Regions from separate parts of the Gossypium arboreum genome. Here region 2 is linked to region 1. A link is a contact called in public Hi-C data. All regions are on one chromosome and are shown on one strand. The core of a region is the stretch at or near the end of the contact, and the rest is flanking DNA. Distances in the headings are between cores, read along the strand shown. Region 1 holds the start of LOC108480346. Region 2 holds the start of LOC108483142 (CSC1-like protein At1g10090).

What was found. Hi-C and Micro-C count contacts between places; a contact is called where the count stands out from the background.
Region 2: a contact with region 1 is called in a Hi-C map of leaf, with 3 times the contacts expected there. The contact joins the promoter of LOC108483142 here to the promoter of LOC108480346 in region 1. A contact is called at or near these places in 2 of 5 Hi-C or Micro-C datasets (both in leaf).

Annotation. Positions count from the first base shown.
Region 1 is chr1:83,906,130-83,910,736 of ASM2569848v2, forward strand. LOC108480346 reads left to right here and starts at 3,219. Exons shown (of 1, transcript XM_017783310.2): 1 at 3,219-4,607. The coding sequence starts at 3,471.
Region 2 is chr1:84,463,281-84,468,084 of ASM2569848v2, forward strand. LOC108483142 (CSC1-like protein At1g10090) reads left to right here and starts at 1,371. Exons shown (of 13, transcript XM_017786370.2): 1 at 1,371-1,724; 2 at 2,178-2,636; 3 at 2,860-3,006; 4 at 3,426-3,489; 5 at 3,601-3,810; 6 at 4,689-4,804. The coding sequence starts at 2,356.

The DNA of each region.
Region 1 (4,607 bases), core at 1,969-4,468:
TAATACACAACCTCCAACTGTCATATTTCTTCTTGACCATCACCACAGGGGATGCAAATGGGCTGTTGCTATCTCTAATTATTCCAGCTTACAACATTTCTTGTATCAATTTCTCTATTTTAGTCTTCTCGATGGCAAGATATCTATAAGGCCTCACCTTAACCACCTCAGACTCATCTATCAAAGGAATCTTGTGGTCTTATAATCAAGGAGGAGGAAGACCGGTGGGAGTTTGGAATATATCCTTAAATTTATCAAGGAGACCTTGCAATTCGAGTGGCAATTAAACTGGCTACATTGTAAGAGCAGTCTGATCATAAGAAGCCAATAACATAGGACATGGGCCATTACCTACCAAACTCAGGCATTTGGAAAGCTGACTACTGGGAACAATTTGTAGTGGGCCTAGTACTATGCCTTGCAAGATGCAATTTTGTCCCATATGATTAAACTACATAGTCAAATTGGAGAAATTTCATACAAACGGACCAAGAGACAACAACCAGTGAATGTCAAGCACCAAATCAAATCCTTTCACTGATAAAATTAAAAAATCAGTAGTGAACTTGTAACCTTGTGCTTCTCATGAAACTGCTCTGCATAGACCTTGAGTGGATAATCGAACCCTATTTGCTACCATTACTCGCAAGGTACTTCCTGATTCTATTACCAAATTCAACCTTTTAGCCATCTTAAAATCTATAAAATTGTGTATGTTACTAGAGTCCACTAATACAACCACTTCAGTGTAACCAATAAGAGCTGGAAATCTCATAGTATTATGTCCCTACAACCCTTAAAGAGCATATAACGACAACACAAGACTTTCTGAAATCTGATTTGCTAAGTCCAATTGCTCAGGATAATCCTAGAAATCCTCAGAAGATAGAATCTTGTTCCTATATTGGCTCAATAATAAGCTGATACAGTTGAGACTTAGAACATTTGTGACCTGGTAAGTACTTCAAGCCGTACCGAAAACAAAGGCCCTTCTTCCTTCTATCCTCCAACTCTGTTTGAGACAAAGACTTAGATAGAATTCTTTGTCCTGAGTTACTATTCACTGAACCCTCCACTGAAGTTGAGCTCCCCATTCCTTGCTGTACTCTCGATGAACTAACCCCACTACCAGTAGTGAACCCTTTTTTTATCAGTCCCAATACAATGTTTTAGTTAAATTGTAACCCTCCACCAACGTTTGGGGCTTAAAAAACCTGAGATACTGACCTATTTTAGGCTTCAAATTACTGATGAATATGCTTAAGGCATAGGTTTCAGGTAAGTTCAGCTGATCCGTGTTGCTTAAGAATTACTAACTCAGTCATGGGATCAAGGAAGGAGTTAGATCCAAAACGTTCCTTAATTCCCCTAGCATACATCTCCCAAGTCAACTGATGCAACCCTTCATATCTGTGTATAAAGAAATGATACCAATTTAATGCTTTTCCCTCTAGATGCAACATAACCACCCTAACCTTAGCATGCTTACTTATCCCTTCAGCCTCAAAGTATTGTTCCAACTTAGACCACCAACCTCTAAAATTACCTCCCATCAAAGTGCGGACAATCTACTCGAAAAGAGTTATTTCCGACTTCCAAGGTACCTCCTCGCGAGGGTATACTCGAATGTCCTAGATTTGGTATAGGCGATACAACGAGGTGTTCCTTTGCTGAAAAACCAGGAGGAGAATATAAAGTACATTTCCCTTTACTAGTTATCACACCAGTATCTGTAATAGGAGGACGTTGTCCAAAATATTGTTCAAATAAAGAATAGATCTCGGATCGAAGTTCAGATCATACCTCTGAACAAACCTCAGACTTAATTCCCTCCTGAAAGTCCTTCAAACGCGCATCAATCCTTGCATCTAACTAAGTAAATTCAATTTGCAGCTGAGGCTCTCCTTACATCATTCCAAGTTCCTTCTGCATCATTGTAGTCACTCCCTCCACGACCATGAGGATTGACAAAGCTCTGATACATTTTTCATGTAATGAATCTAGAATAGTAGAAAACAGAGAGAAAAAGAAGAAAAGAAATTGAGAGAAAAGAGAAAGAGAGAATACTGGAAATTATTATTCAAATTTTCATAAAGAAAGAGAGAATACTGGAAATTCTTATTCAAATTTTCATAACCAGTTTTTGAACTTTAGTTACAGGTATAAATGGTAACCAAATAATAGACTCACTCTAATAATAACAACTGACTGAAAGACACCGTTTAACTAATGCTAAAACACACCGTATGACGAGAATGAAAACAGAAGTAAAACGTAGTGTTCAAAACAAAAGAAATAACAGTAATAACGAAAATATGAAAATGAAAAAGGCCGTTGAAACTATTCCATAACAAAAACAAAGATGAAGGGAAGGGGAAAAATTGTAGGCATTTCAGATTTTTTCTTTGTTTTAGTTTTTTTAGGAAATTGATCTATTGTTTTTCAGTTTTAGGATGTTTAAGGCGCCTTTGAGGTTTTTAGGGTTTTTCCTTTGAGGCACTGCCCATTGCTAGTAGTGCATGTGATGACAGATGGCAACTTTGGGTAGCCTCATGTTTCATTAGGAAGCTATTTTTTCAAACGTTGTGATCCTTCCCCAATTTAATGCATTTATGCCGGTTCTACTTTCAAAAAAAAAAAAAAAGCTTCAATAAACAAATTATTACTTCATACATTACTTGAGTAGGTTTTCAAATTCCGAAAGTAGAATTTTTTTAAAAAATTTTGTCAAATATCTTAATTATTTATCTTTCATTTTTATAAATATAATATAAAAATTGTGAATTTTTTTAATTTAGTTAGAAAAACTTTATAATAAATGTATGGAATAATAATTTTAAAAGGGTAAATACTTCATTTTGTATCTAAACTTGTCTTCAAAGTTTAATTTGGTACCTAAGTTTTTTTTAGTCCATGTAGGTATTTAAAGTTGGCCCCCCAATGTTCAATTTGATACCTAAACTTTTTTTGGTCCAATTAGGTACCTAAGCTTAACTTTTTAGTTCAAATTGTTACTTGAATTTGGATTCATAGTTTAAATTGGTTCAAATGATTTATTTACTATAAGTACTAATTTGGACCAGAAAGTTAAGTTCATGTACTAATTTAAATAAAAAAATCAACTTCAATTACCAAAATATGTATTTGCTTACCTAAAGCAATGGGCCAATGGCTTAAGAACGAGCAATGCAAAGAATGTGGGGCAGCTGTAAGTCCAGTTCACCGTTTTTGATCATCTTTTCATATTTTAATTTTAATTTTAATTTTCCCCCGTTTATCCGTGCCCGTTTGGCGTTTTTATTTTCAGAACTACCCTTAGGGTTTCATTTTGAAGCTCACTCTCTTTTAGCAGCAAAACTGAAAGAAACTTCCGATTCCGACGGTCTTCTCTTCTCTCTCCTAATAGTTTCAAACAATTTATTTTCCAATCGAAATCCAACTATTTTCAATTGCTTTTGAATCGGCTCAACATGACTGGAGAAGGCCCGAGCCTCATAAAGCAACTAGCGGCTTGCGACAAGTCGACCCGAGACAAAGCCGTACGCTCTCTCATCAACACTTGGCTTCCTTCACAAACCCAACTCTCTGATGAAGAGATGAAGAGGCTCTGGAAAGGTCTCTTCTTCTGCGTTTGGCACGCTGACAAGCTACCCGTTCAGTCCGACCTCATCGAAAAGCTTTCTTCCGTTGTCCTAAAGCTCGAGCCGCCTCTATCTCTCCAATATTTCTCCGTTTTTTTTCTTACGATGCGTCGCGAGTGGACTGGAATTGACAAACTAAGGTTAGATAAGTTTTACCTCTTAATTCGTAGGTTCTTGCATTTCTTTTTCGCTATGTTGAAGAGATGGTCGTGGGATTTGGACTTTACGCGTCGTTCGATTAGGGTTTTAGTTGATGGAACCTTTTTAGCTGATGATAAGTTTCAAGGGAATGGCGTTAATTATCACATTGCTTCGGTTTTCCTCGAGGAACTCAGGCCTTTTCTTCCGGTTAAAAAGGAGGTTCTTGAGATTTTATTGGAGACATTTGTTGGAATAATGGGTAAAGTGAGTGATAAAATTTTGGTTGGGAAGATTAGAATTAATGTGTTTGATGAGTTTGTTAAAATGGGAAGGAGATTGTTGGAACTTAAGACCTCCATTGAGGAGGTTGATCAAGGTGATGATGTAGTTGTGTTGGGAATTATCGGTTTGGTGATGGGATTCTCTAAAAAGTTTTATGAATTGGGTTCTTCAGTGGATTGCTGTCAGGGTAATAGAAAGATTCTGTTAAGAGTACATGAAGAATTCTTGAAGCTAGAGAAGGATTTAACATCATTGGGTATTGATATTTCGATCCCCGAGTGTAATAAAGGGGATGAAGAAGATGAGGTTCCTGAATTGGTACCTATTGCTAGTGAGATGGAATTGAATATCTCTAATGGTGCTTCAGAGCTGGTTGAAGCTAATGGCAATGGTTCTGTCAGAAAGGCTTCAAAGAAGAGCAAGAAGGCGAAAAAATCAACTGGGGACAGTGGTAAAAAGACCAAGAAAAACAACAATGCTAAATATACAGCTGCAGATAAGGAGAACAATGTTATGGTACCAGCAGAAAGTGCCACTTCTAAT
Region 2 (4,804 bases), core at 121-2,620, 560 kb after region 1:
TAAAACAGATCCGGAAAACTCGTACAAATATAATTATTTTAAATTTTGAAATAAATATCAAATTATGCTTTCAAACTTTGCATGTGAACTCACCATAATATGATTTTATTTTAAAAAAATAAATTACATACAATTTCATTTTAGACACCCAAAATAAAAAAGTTTATAATTTGAGCACCCACGTTATATAGTTCGATTACTCTCGTTAAAATTACAAAACGGCAAGCTAATGTAGCAGTTAAAAGATTCAATATAATAACAAATTTTTCCTTCAACTTTTACATATTATATCGATTTAATCATAATTTTAAAAATTAACCTTAAAATTATGAGTAAATCGATATAATATATAAAAGTTGAGGGCTAAATTTATTATTATACTAATTTTTTTATAAATCACATCAACTTGTTGTTTGTGATTTTAATGGAAGTGACCAACATGACTAAATTATATAACGTGAATGATTAAATTGTAAATTCTTTTGGGGCCTAAAATTAATTTTTTTATAATTGAGTGATTATTGTGTAGTTTACCCAAAATAAAAAGACGAACACGTTTACATTAATAATTAATAATTTGTATACAAAAATTATTTTAACAAATTTTCAATTAAATTGATTCTTTGTATTAATATTTTTATTTTATATTAAAGACATTTTAATAAATTTTTAATTAAATTAATTTCTAATTAACTCGTTATACTAAGTTAATAAAGAGTTTAATGCAACTACAATTATAGACAACAAGTATAGATACATAGGCTGGCTGTTTAAAGGGTTTAAGGGGCCTCCCAAAAGGAATTGAAAAATTATGATTTTTCATTGAAATTTTAGAAAATTTTAATTAAGCCTTCAACTTTTTATAAAATTTTATTTTTCTCTTGAAGTTTTTAAAAATTTGAATTAAACTCTTCAAATTTTAAAATTCTTATTATACCTTTTAAATTTTAAAAAATAATTAAAATAACTTAAAATATTTGAAAATTTAAATTAATCTCATAAAACCCCAATTTTTTTAAAAGAAATTTCATTAAACTCTTAAAACTTTTGAACTTGTGAAAAAATCAACGATTGTCATTGGTCACCGACCGCAACTCCACTTCAAATAAAATAGGTCGGGAAGCACGATAATAAAATCCACAAACTGGCGTGAAGCCAGCCAACTAGAAAAAACTGTAGCAGATATGGCGGTTGTACATGGAGTAAGTAGGATCCCACATTTTTGTACCGTTACCTTATTGTTGGCCACGTGGCGCTTCCGTCGTTGTCGTGGTAAGAAAATCATTGCTCTTTTTTACATGTTTGTCATTATTTTTATTAAATAATATAATTATTACTAATAAAATGACTCTTTACACGTGGCATTCGCTGGAATCTTCTTCCCTAATAGAAAAACTATAAACTCTTTTTTTGCGTGTGTATGAACTAATTTTTTTTTTCAATAAATGAAATTCCTTGAAGATAATACAATCTTTTATAAAAATTTATTTCCGAATTAAGGCTCTTTATTTCTTTCTCTGTCAGCAAATTGGTCGAATTTTATTTTTGTTTTTATTTGAAGATGAAGGAAAAGCATAGCATTTGGCGTACAAGTGATAACTCACAATTTTCTTATGTATTTAGTTCCCTACTTTTTTAAGCCAACCATTTTGCTTCAGAATCTCTTTGCGTTGGGAACCTTTTCAAAGTTCTTACGCTTTTTTTGGCCTCTGATATTTGCCCAGGTACTTTCAGTTTATTTAATCTTTATTTTTTTCCTAGGTTGTTTAACTAAATTGATTTAATTTCGTTTGAGTTTCCTTCTTGAACTAATTGTTAGGAGCAATTTTTATTTTATTTTTTTTTACTTGAGTTTTTGTATAATCTTTTGTCTTGGAACTATAGAGATTCATCGAAAGGAAAAAGAAGAAGAAATGGTTTGGAAATTTAGTCAGGTAGGAAAAAGATAGTTTAAAATTTTCGGTAGCTCTATTAGAAAGGAAATTAGAGTTAAAAACAACTTTTATTTAGGGGTTTTTTAATTTTTTAAAGTTTGATGATGTTTTTCGTCTGCGTTTAGTTTAAGCATTGTTTTTCTTACTTGAAATTTTATTGAAGTATTTTCTATTTTTTATTTTTGAGATTTGATCTATGAGAATGGTTTTAAATTTTGGTTTCTGAACTATGAAAATTCCCAGATCCATTTTGCAGCACTTGATTCTGTGTCAGATTGAGCCAAACTACTTTCTGCATTAGTAGTCATCAAAAGAACTCTGTTTTGAGCAAATTGGAAGTAATATTGACATGTCCTTTCTCGGTTCAGTGCTTTAGTTATTGAATTTCTTAAGCTTGAATAAAAGGTTAGAGGGAACTGAGATGGACATTGGAGCTCTTTTAACTTCTGCCGGAATCAATATAGCTATATGTGTTGTGCTTTTGTCTTTGTATTCCATACTGAGGAAACAACCGAGCAATGTTAGTGTGTATTTCATGCGGAGGCTTATTTCAGAACCAATAAAGCATAGTGATCCTTTTCACTTTGAGAGACTTGTTCCCTCTGCTAGTTGGATCGTGAGGGCCTGGCAAGCGACCAATGAAGAAATATTGGCTGCTGGTGGTGTGGATGCTCTAGTTTTCTTGAGAATAGTTGTTTTCAGGTGATTAAGTTTCTCCAGATGGAAAATTTTGATTTCTTCCAATTTTCTGAGGGAAAATTTTGCTACTAAGTTTCTCCAAAAGTTTATGCTTGCAATTATATCCAAACATCTTTTAAAGTGCTTTCATAATTCAATTATGGATGGTCAGTGTCTATGGTCAGTGTCTATTTTTTCTTCTGCTGGTTTACTAACTGCACTGCAATTTTCCTCCTGTTCTTTACAGTATTCGGATATTCATCATTGCTGCTGCGATTTGTGTTTTTCTATTGCTTCCAGTAAATTATTATGGACAAGAAATGCAGCACAAGCAAATCCATTCAGAATCACTGGAAGTATTTACTATTGGAAATGTAAAGGAAGGATCACAATGGTATGTTAATTGAACCCATTATTTATGGATGGTTGCTTTAGTTCCTTTTTACAATGAGTTGTTATTTGGATGCTGCCATCTTGAACCTTGAATGTTATGACCAGAAATGAAATGTGTACTCGCGATGCCATGTAGAATTCTACTTTACCATGTTTTTGTATGCATCCAAAAGGATGAATCCAAGTCTTTTATTTATTATCCTTTATACTTTTAAAAGATTCCTGGGAGAGATCTAATCAGGAATTGAATTTAAATACTGAAAAGCAATGACTTTTTAAAGTCTTCTGGTCCACTAACTGTTTCTTCTTCAGGCCAAGATATTGAGATGCAACTCCAACATAGTGGTTTTGTGGTAAAATAGATTGGATAAAATCAGCTATTTATTGATTGTTTTTCATTTTGTTTTAAAAATATTTCAGGTTTTGGACCCACTGTCTTGCATTATATGTCATATCCTGCTCAGCTTGTGTTCTACTTCACTTTGTAAGGATGTGCATACCATAAAGCATTTCTTATTCATATATGGTTTGAATTTTACTGATACATTTGTAAACATCCTCTAGCAATCATTTAAAGGTTACCGCTTTGATGTAGGAGTACAAAAATATCACTAAAATGAGATTAGCACATATTACTGGCTCTCCTGTGAATCCAAGTCATTTCACAGTTCTAGTCCGTAGCATCCCATGTTCTCAGAATCATTCATACAGTAAGTCGGTAGAAGACTTCTTTTCAACTTATTATCCGGCAAGCTATGTGTCCCACCAGATGGTATATCGGGCTGGTAGAGTTGACAAATTAATGGTATGCATCTATATTGAGTGACTATTTTAGGGATATAAATTTATATGAATTTTTTTATTTGAAAAGGCTTTAATTAAAAAAAAAAAATTACTATTCCGTTTAGGGGGAAAAGAAGAGAAGACTTAACTGGTTTTGCTTTAGAACAGTTATTCACTACTTCCATCTGATGAATGAATTTTTCATCTAGGGTAGATGTTATTAGTGCTGACAAACAGAAAATGTTAGCTTTTTGTTTATCATTTTGTTCTATTGACCAAATAAAGTGCTTCCTTAACCAAGCCACTGATTTAGTGGCAAAAGACTTCCATTGATTTCAAGTCTTGGTTAACATTAGGTCTAGGGTTCGAATTTGGACAGCCCAATCCCTCTCCAGTTTGTCAAATAAATAAATAAAGTGGTTTCTTTTTTGGAATTCACAATTCATAGCTTAAAGAGAAGTAAAAGAAAATGGACCCGTTGCATACTACCTCGAATAGGTAATTATGATTTTCTCAAATTTGATTTTGAGGCCATGTTTTAAATCTTGACATCGTTGACTTTATTTAGTGTTATTTTGCAGTTATGATTTGATACTACTTACCAAACAATTATTCTTTACTTATTTTAGTATGTAAAATAGGAAGTACTATCCTAATGCTGGTACTGATGCATTGCATTTAAGTTGAACTTTCCAATTTCTCAATTTGTTTTGTTTTCTTAATTAGGTCTTTTTGTTTTTTTTTATAAAAAAAAAAACAAGTTGAGAAATTTAAAAAATTTAAATTTGTATTTCTCCTTTTCTATGCTCATTCTACTCCTCTATGCACGTGCAATGTTCTGTTTGTTTTATGATCTTTAACGAGTTTTATGTATATTCTCTAACAATGCTGTCTTTGCAGAAGGATGCAGAAAAAATGTACAGAATGCTAAAAACCATTGAGTCGCAGACTAAAAAGAGTTATATGCCATGTTGTCTTTGTGGTAAAAGTACACATTCCTTTGAGGCACTTAACAA